Linked DNA regions of Zea mays: region 2 is linked to region 1. The links are chromatin contacts, called in public Hi-C maps. All regions are on one chromosome and are shown on one strand. Each heading gives the region's core, a stretch centred on a gene start, on an enhancer-like site or on the middle of the called end of the contact. The rest is flanking DNA. Distances are from core to core; before and after follow the strand shown. Region 1 has its middle 9.2 kb from the start of LOC103636803. Region 2 holds the start of LOC103636806 (eukaryotic translation initiation factor 3 subunit A-like).

Region 1 (3,782 bases), core at 261-2,760:
CTGGACCACAACGACCGCCGCGTCCACCGCCACGTCCTCGCCGCCTTCGCCGACCTCACCGCGCGCCGGTGGCCGCCCAAGCGGAGGCGGCCCATCCTGGAACTGATGAAGATGAATCCTTGTGTTAGCGGCAGATGGTAACGATCAGATTCAGATAGTTCGTCGAGAAGCAGCTGTACAGATTTTATTTACATTGTCGTAAGAACAGAACTAAATTCTACTAGTTCCTTCAGAACTAGCTAGAGAGGTCAGGTGTGTCCCCATGCTCAATCCAGAAAAATATAGCAAGTTATTAAAGTACCCCGTCAAAGATAAAATTTTGGTGGTTTTCAAAAAAAAAAAAACGCCATTCCCAGCCCGTTTCTAAATATAAGGCGTTTAGAATAATCTATTTAATTTAAAGTTATACACGTCAAATGTTCAAAAGAAAAATAAAGTGAGTGCTGCCTCCAGCTACCTCCATCTCAAAACACAGTAACTTGCGAGCTTGTTCTAAATCAAACAATATAGATTTAATAAAGTCTATAAAGAAATTAATAACAACTAGAACGTGAAGAAGTAAAATAAAAGTAAGAATACATTCCGTAATAATCGATCCAGGATGTTCATTTCAAGTCGTTCTTTTTTTTTCTATACATCCAATCAAACTTAAAATTGTTTAATTTTAAAAAAAGAATTGGAATTTCTTATTTTAAGATCGAGGAAGTATCAGATTGACTATGGGCATAATAAGATCATCGACAGAGTGCCCATATATTTGCCCTTGCACTTAGGTATATAGTGACTTTACGCGGATGGCAAAAGCTAGAAAGTCTCAAGAAAACGCCGATTTGAAAGTATATTTGGCACGAACAGTGGCAAGTGGTGGGTGGACTTATGACGGAGTGCCACCTCATCGCTAGGAAACAATTAGAACGTGTTTGGATTGTGGTTTGCTAGTAAAACAAACCCATGTCTGGCAATAAATCCTGGTCCCTGACGCACAAAATAGGACGCCTGCATAGTACTACTATATGTCTGGGCCAGATATAGCCTTTTCAAAAATGTCAAACTTAAACAAACAGGCTCCTTTGGATATAATAGAATATAGCACTTTGTTCAAATTGTTAATCGTTTTTTTATAAATATAACATTTTTATTATAAATCTATACATCATATCTCTATCTATATAAATTATGTATTTAGAAATTAGAACCACACTGCGTTGACCTCCTTTGGAACGGAAATTTTTAATGCTTTCATATGTTTTTTCTATAAAGTTCATACATTTAAAAACAGCCCTAAAATCGAGATGATGTTGCAGGCTAGGATTCATGAACCTGCTTGGGTCGCTCAGTGCAACAATCAGAAGAAGCATTCATCAGCTAGATTTCTTGGTGGCGATGCGTCGCAGTCCATACGCATATGTACAAACGGACAAACCACCAATACAAGTGGGTCAGAGGTACCCCCCATGACTCTGTGAAGATAACTCATCAGCAATGGGGAAAACGCCGGTGCTGTCTGCGTCTGATTTCCATACGCCCGTACAGGTGGAAGTGCCTAGTGACGCTAACCGTGCGGAATTTTCAACCGCTCCCACACGCAACCGAGCCTCTGCTGAATCCGCACTGTAGGAAACGGTGACCCAAGAACGGGCGAATTAGGATTACTAAAATTTTCTTTAAATTAGATCATAAATAAAACTTTGGAGTCTTTCTCTTCTAAAGGTCCTTAAAAATACGACTAATCATCTGTTTTTAGCATAACATGAATTGCTACAGGGAGCTTCGCCTTCAGGACGGAGATTTTCTCCCATGTCAAAGGTATACATGACCAATATATTGCCTAAAGATAATAAGAATGAACGCTGAAGCTATAGGCGAAGAGTAACAGTTTCAGCTTAAAATGATGATGAAGACCAAACATAATGCTAACCGAAAGAAAAAAAGACTAGCTAGTCCCTAATGATTTATGTTATAGCTATGAGTAAATGTTAACGACACGAATGTACTTTTACTCGGGCTGTGTCCCGTGCCTATAAATAGATAAACAGTAGCACCGTACTGTTCACACTGAATTGTAATCGCTCTCGCATCTTCACCTTCGAACAAGCCGAATGTATCAATGTAATACAAACTTTGCTAATGTTCATATATGTATTATGAAATACATATATGTAAGAGCCAATAGATTACATTCATTGTCTTTATGTATTCTTATCCTCATGAATCATGAAGGCATGTCCTTCATGACATTCGTCTGAAGATTATTATATCCAAAAGGAGATAATATTTTGGAGGACGAAGGTCCTTAATCCTTAACAATTATGTTGCCTTGTTCTTGACTCACAACATTTGAGAACAAGTGACCAACACTATACAAATAATCAAACTAGAATGTGCAAACTAGGTTTTGGCTAAGTGTTGCTATCTCTACCGCAAAGACTAAGTTTCAATCATAAACAATTTAATTATAAAGACAAGATTAAAACTTAAATGCTTAATAAAAATGTGGAAGGTAGAGATGCAATCTCTCGTGGATGATACTGATATTTTTATCGAGGTATCCAGAACCACGCAAGGTTCCGACTAATCCTCGTTGGTGCCCCTACGCAAAGGGTAGCTCGCGTGAGGGCCAAACACCACGGTCGAGTAAATCCGTAGAGAGTCGCGGACCTTCTCCATACGCAAGTGGTGCTTCACTTCCGGCTCCTCTCGGACGCTCCCCGCCGTCTCCACTATCGAGCTTCCGGCCGAAACGCCGCGAGCCTCGTTCCCTTCAGTACACGGTGGCGGCCATGACAAAACGCGGTTGTCACGGTCTCGCAAGACTCTCGTCCCACTCGGTACAATTACAACGGCTCACGCAAGAGCGGAGGGGTTGTGTGGTTTTTCTAAACTCACTCAACTAACTAGGATTCACTTAAAGCAAGCGCTAATGCAGTCTAACTAACCTAAGCACTTCGCAAAGCACCTATGCTAATCACTGAGTGATTATATTAAGCACTTGGGTGTATGAGCACTTAGAAACGTCTACAATATGCCTTGGTATATTGCTTGGGCTCACACACCTTCAAATGACAGGTTGGGTGAAGTATTTATAGGCCCCAACTCAATTCTAGACGTTGGAGAAAAGTTGTTGCTCTCTGCGGCATACCGGACAATCCCGTGGTGGGCACCGGACAGTCTGGTGCCCCTGTCCGGTGCGCCTAGCCGTTGGATCTGTCAGACGATCGTTGGCGCGGTCAGCGTTTGCACCAGACAGTCCGAGCTCTCCTCCACAGTGCCACCAGGAACTAGCCGTTGGGCTACTGTTCCCTAGCGCATCGGACAGTCAGGTGTGCCACTGGACAGTCCCGTGCCCTCGATCGGACAGTCCGCCAGTGAAAACACTTTTCTTCGTTTCTTAGACTTTACTTGATACTTGTTAATCTTCACTTGTGATTTTCATAATGTTTTCTTTTGAGGTGTTGCTTTCCTCAATGCCTTAGTCCAAGTTCCTTTAGCATCCTGTGAACTACAATCATAAATACTAGCAAACACATTAGTTCATAGGAGTTCACAATCATAAATACTAGCAAACACATTAGTTCATAGGCTATGTTGATCATCAAACACCAAAACCTTTTGAGCCAAATGGCCCGAGGTCCATTTTCCTTACAATCCCCCCTTTTGGTAATTGATGACAACACAATCAAAGCAAACAAATATAACAAACATTTGTATGTAAATATGCAAGCTACTTGCTAGGATGCATGAAAGTCTCCTCAAAGTGATATTATGGACTTAAGTCTCCCCTT
Region 2 (3,683 bases), core at 120-2,619, 230 kb after region 1:
TCGAGTCGCTCGAATGGACTGATCCCTGACTTAATCGCACCCATCAGGCCTTTGCAGCTTTATGCTGATGGGGATTACCAGCTGAGAATTAGGAGTCTTGAGGGTACCCCTAATTATGGTCCCCGACAATAGTGTTGTCGTTATACACATGTTTTTTTATTACTTGTTTATGGGATTTTTGTCTAAGCAATATTGTGTACTAACATTTTATTGAATAGGTTGTGCACTGTTGCAACACACGGGCAGTGTACTAGTGTTCATTAAAACCATACTTCATTCCACACTTTCATGTACTTGATAAAGAACACAAAGCTAGAGATAATGCTAGCTAGATGCTTTTTAGCTTTGAGTTAGAGTATGTGATGTAAATTTACTTTTGTTTTGAACATTAGATAATGAACTAAACTTGCGAACTTTGTATATAGCTGATTATACTCCTTTTCCTTCTAACAAACTGATTTTTAAACGAGGTAGTCATTGCATAACTTTGTAACTTAATATAAATATTAAGTTTGCTTTTGGTCAAATTTATTTGTCTTATCTTTTATTTGTTTTATTAATTTTATATTGAATTTAAGGATTTGATGTGAATTTCGAGCAAAAAATTAAATTTCGGGCCGCTCGAAATGAGCCCGGCACGTTTAAGCAATTGCGTGCCAGACCGTGGACTAGACCCGTGGGCTAGCCCGACACGACCCGAAATTCAAACAGACCAGCCCGACCCAAAATTTAAACGGACGGGACCATTTCAGGCTTGGGACAGGCGACCCGAATGTACACATATAGATGTGAGAAATATGGCATCATGATGGCATTGGTAGTTAATATTCTCTAAAGTTGCAAGGGCAGTGAGTAAAAAAACCAAATGAATAATCTCAAATAAGCACCTAATGGACTGCTAATAGATTATAATAATCTAGGAGCCTAGATTATATAATTCGCCCCAATAAGCTGTGCTGTTTGTTTGCTTCTTAGCTTATTTAAGCTGGATTAATCTAGTGAATTAATTTAGCGGGCGTTTGGATCTCTTCATTTTAGAGAAATTGAAATTCACTAAATAAAGTAATTTATTTAGTTTGGAATTTGACATTCCACTACTTTCCAAAGTTTAGATACAAGCCTATTTTAAATTCATAGAGTGGATTATGGAAAATGATTTTATGTATTGGTAGAATTTGTTTCTACTCTGTAACTTACATGACACTCTTCGTTTTACTCCTCTATAGTAAAAATGTAGCACATAAATATTTACAACATCTTGATAATAATAATATACAAATATATTTTACATAAAATTGAATTAGATTAATTAATATATGTTAAAATTATTATTATTAGAATATAATTCAATTTCAATGATTCAAACGCGGAGTACTGGTAAACAAATACGGACTAAACCAGGTCCATTTATACCGCGAATTAACCCTAACCGCCAGCCGCGCCTTTTCCTCTCCTCCCGGTGCCAGCCGCCGTGCGCGCTCTCTTCGCCCTACGGAAGGTGCGGAGGTGCCGAGATCTTGCTCGATCTCTTCGGCGGCGAAGAGCGCCAACCAGGTACTCCCACCACATTCACTTCCCTGTCTGCTGTACGAAACCGAGTTATCGAACTCTATCCTCAAATTATTTCGATGTTTGATGCCTACCACATTCTAACCTAATTATCGGCTGTACATGTACATGCCTTTTACTAGATCCGCCCTGTTTGTTGGTGTGGCGCCGGAGCAGGAGTAGGTCGCGGCCACAGAACCCTAGGAGCGACCATGGCGACTTTCGCGAAGCCTGAGAACGCGCTCAAGAGAGCCGAAGGTGAGTCGCTGGGACTTGGCTCGATTTTTATTCGCAGGTGGTTGTCGTGGCGGACTCGCGGTAGTGTTGAAGTTATGCCTTTCACATTCTGGATTTGTTAGGCACTTGCGAATTACGATAATGTGATGATGTTTTTGTTACCTGCTCTGATTAGATAGAATAAATTTACTGTTGACGAAGCTACTGAGTGGTAGGTTCTAAATGTTAGGTTAGTTTGGAAGTTGTATAGATAAGCGTCACTGCATACAAACGTGAAGCTTGTTCAACTCCAACACCGATTGTCATGTTTTGGATATCTCTAACGGAGACATTTCGGAGGCACTAGTGCTTAGTCTTATCCTAAGATGTGATAATAAGGGGAAGAGAGGCAGAGGAAGGCCAAATTTGACATGGGAAGATGCAAAATGAGACTGGAAAGGATGAGCTCTGAATAGGAGCGAACGGGAACCGGATTCTGTTGGGATTTAACTCTAGTCTACCCCAACTTTCTTGGGACTAAGAGGCTTTGTTACATGGGGTAATCTGATCCATTGAGTTTTTTTTGTTTTGTTTTGATGAATTATGTCATGTAATTGGTGGTGAAGCTAGAGAGATACATAGAGGGGTGCAAGAGGAGTTCAGAATTTCGATCAAATGGCTAAAGAAATTGCAAACTAAAATTTCAGTTAGAAATACCTTTTTATAAATGGCACAATGTATATCAGAGTCCTATAACATGCATCTGCGCCTATCTTTAATAATTTATAAAAAGCGCCCACCACCCAAACCTATATTGTACTAGATCTAGGTATGAAATCAGAAATCCCACTCCACTAGATAAGAGTATTGTAAAGTTTATGTACCATAAAAATGATTTAATTTACCTGAAAACAACCTGGAAGGCTTGAATTTGAGCATTCTTGTGATTGTGATCGCCAATTTAAAAAAAACTTGCAAAGCAGTGTTGCAATACCTTAGAGTGAGAATAATGGAGTGATAAAAATGTTTACCAAAATGAAGTTCACTATTAATATCGGTTACTGGCTTTGTAGCATTGTTGGTAACTTGGTATTATCTAGCTATGTTGTTTTCCTTTCATAAAAACGGTTCCCTCAATCAAATGTTCTTAGTTGGCAATTTAAATGTTAAAATCTATGACATGTACTGATTCCTATGATTTACAAGGACATGTAAATTTTCCCAATGTTTAAAAACATGTATCTTTTGCAATGATTGTCAAACTAGGACATGGTTTTTGAGGCGCTGCGGCGTCCTGTGGCGCTGGGGGTACGCCTGGACGCCTTATAGGCGATGCCTAGGCGATATGGCATAGCTAAAACCCTGTGGTACCCCACGGTGCCTGTAGTACACCTCAACACCATGAACTAGGAAATGATACCATGAGTGCATTAAAGATAGGTGGAACTGAAGTATTCAACCATAAATTTCACCAAATCAGTACCAAATTTTCTCTTATCTCTCTATTGTTTATTTTGGAGTCGGACGACAGTGAGTTTGGCGATGAGCGACTGACTGGCCACTCTCAATGCTGTGTCGTAGCTGAGGTGGTCATAGTTGCAGGCCTGGCCACATGGGGATATCGGTTGTTGGAGGCATATGAAGGAGGTACGGTTACAGTGGCTATTAGTCGACACAATGCAGAGAGTCTGAGAGACCGTCACTGGGCTAGACGGGCAACTCGTGTATGCAAATGCAACGATGCAAGGAGATGAACGGAGGGGAAAGACACAGTTGCAGATTGTCACATGCGGATGATCTTTCTCTCTCCAGTGAACAGTTCAGTCACAGGGTTGTCTATCTCAATCGTACTGTTCACTGGGCTGGGGGTGCAATATTTCGGGCTGTGGGGAGGGGGGCATGAATGCCTGAAAAATCGG

Evidence for each region. A called contact is a pair of places that touch in the nucleus more often than the background predicts.
Region 2: a Hi-C map of leaf shows a contact between it and region 1, with 7 times the contacts expected there. The contact joins the promoter of LOC103636806 here to the enhancer-like site in region 1. A contact is called at or near these places in 12 of 25 Hi-C or Micro-C datasets (bundle sheath, ear, endosperm and 5 more) and 1 of 3 datasets of contacts at active chromatin or transcription factors (seedling).

Annotation. Positions count from the first base shown.
Region 1 is chr8:19,883,876-19,887,657 of Zm-B73-REFERENCE-NAM-5.0, forward strand. No RefSeq gene overlaps it. Among protein-coding and RNA genes, the nearest start is that of LOC103636803, 9.2 kb to the right of the region's middle. Within about 2 kb of position 1,511, at least 15 of the 20 cell types and tissues checked have an H3K27ac peak or open chromatin away from gene starts, as enhancers often do. A contact at or near this core is called in bundle sheath, endosperm, leaf and 2 more, where this site is marked.
Region 2 is chr8:20,113,747-20,117,429 of Zm-B73-REFERENCE-NAM-5.0, forward strand. It overlaps LOC103636806 (eukaryotic translation initiation factor 3 subunit A-like), which reads left to right and starts at 1,370. Exons shown (of 14, transcript XM_020543271.3): 1 at 1,370-1,554; 2 at 1,692-1,806. The coding sequence starts at 1,761.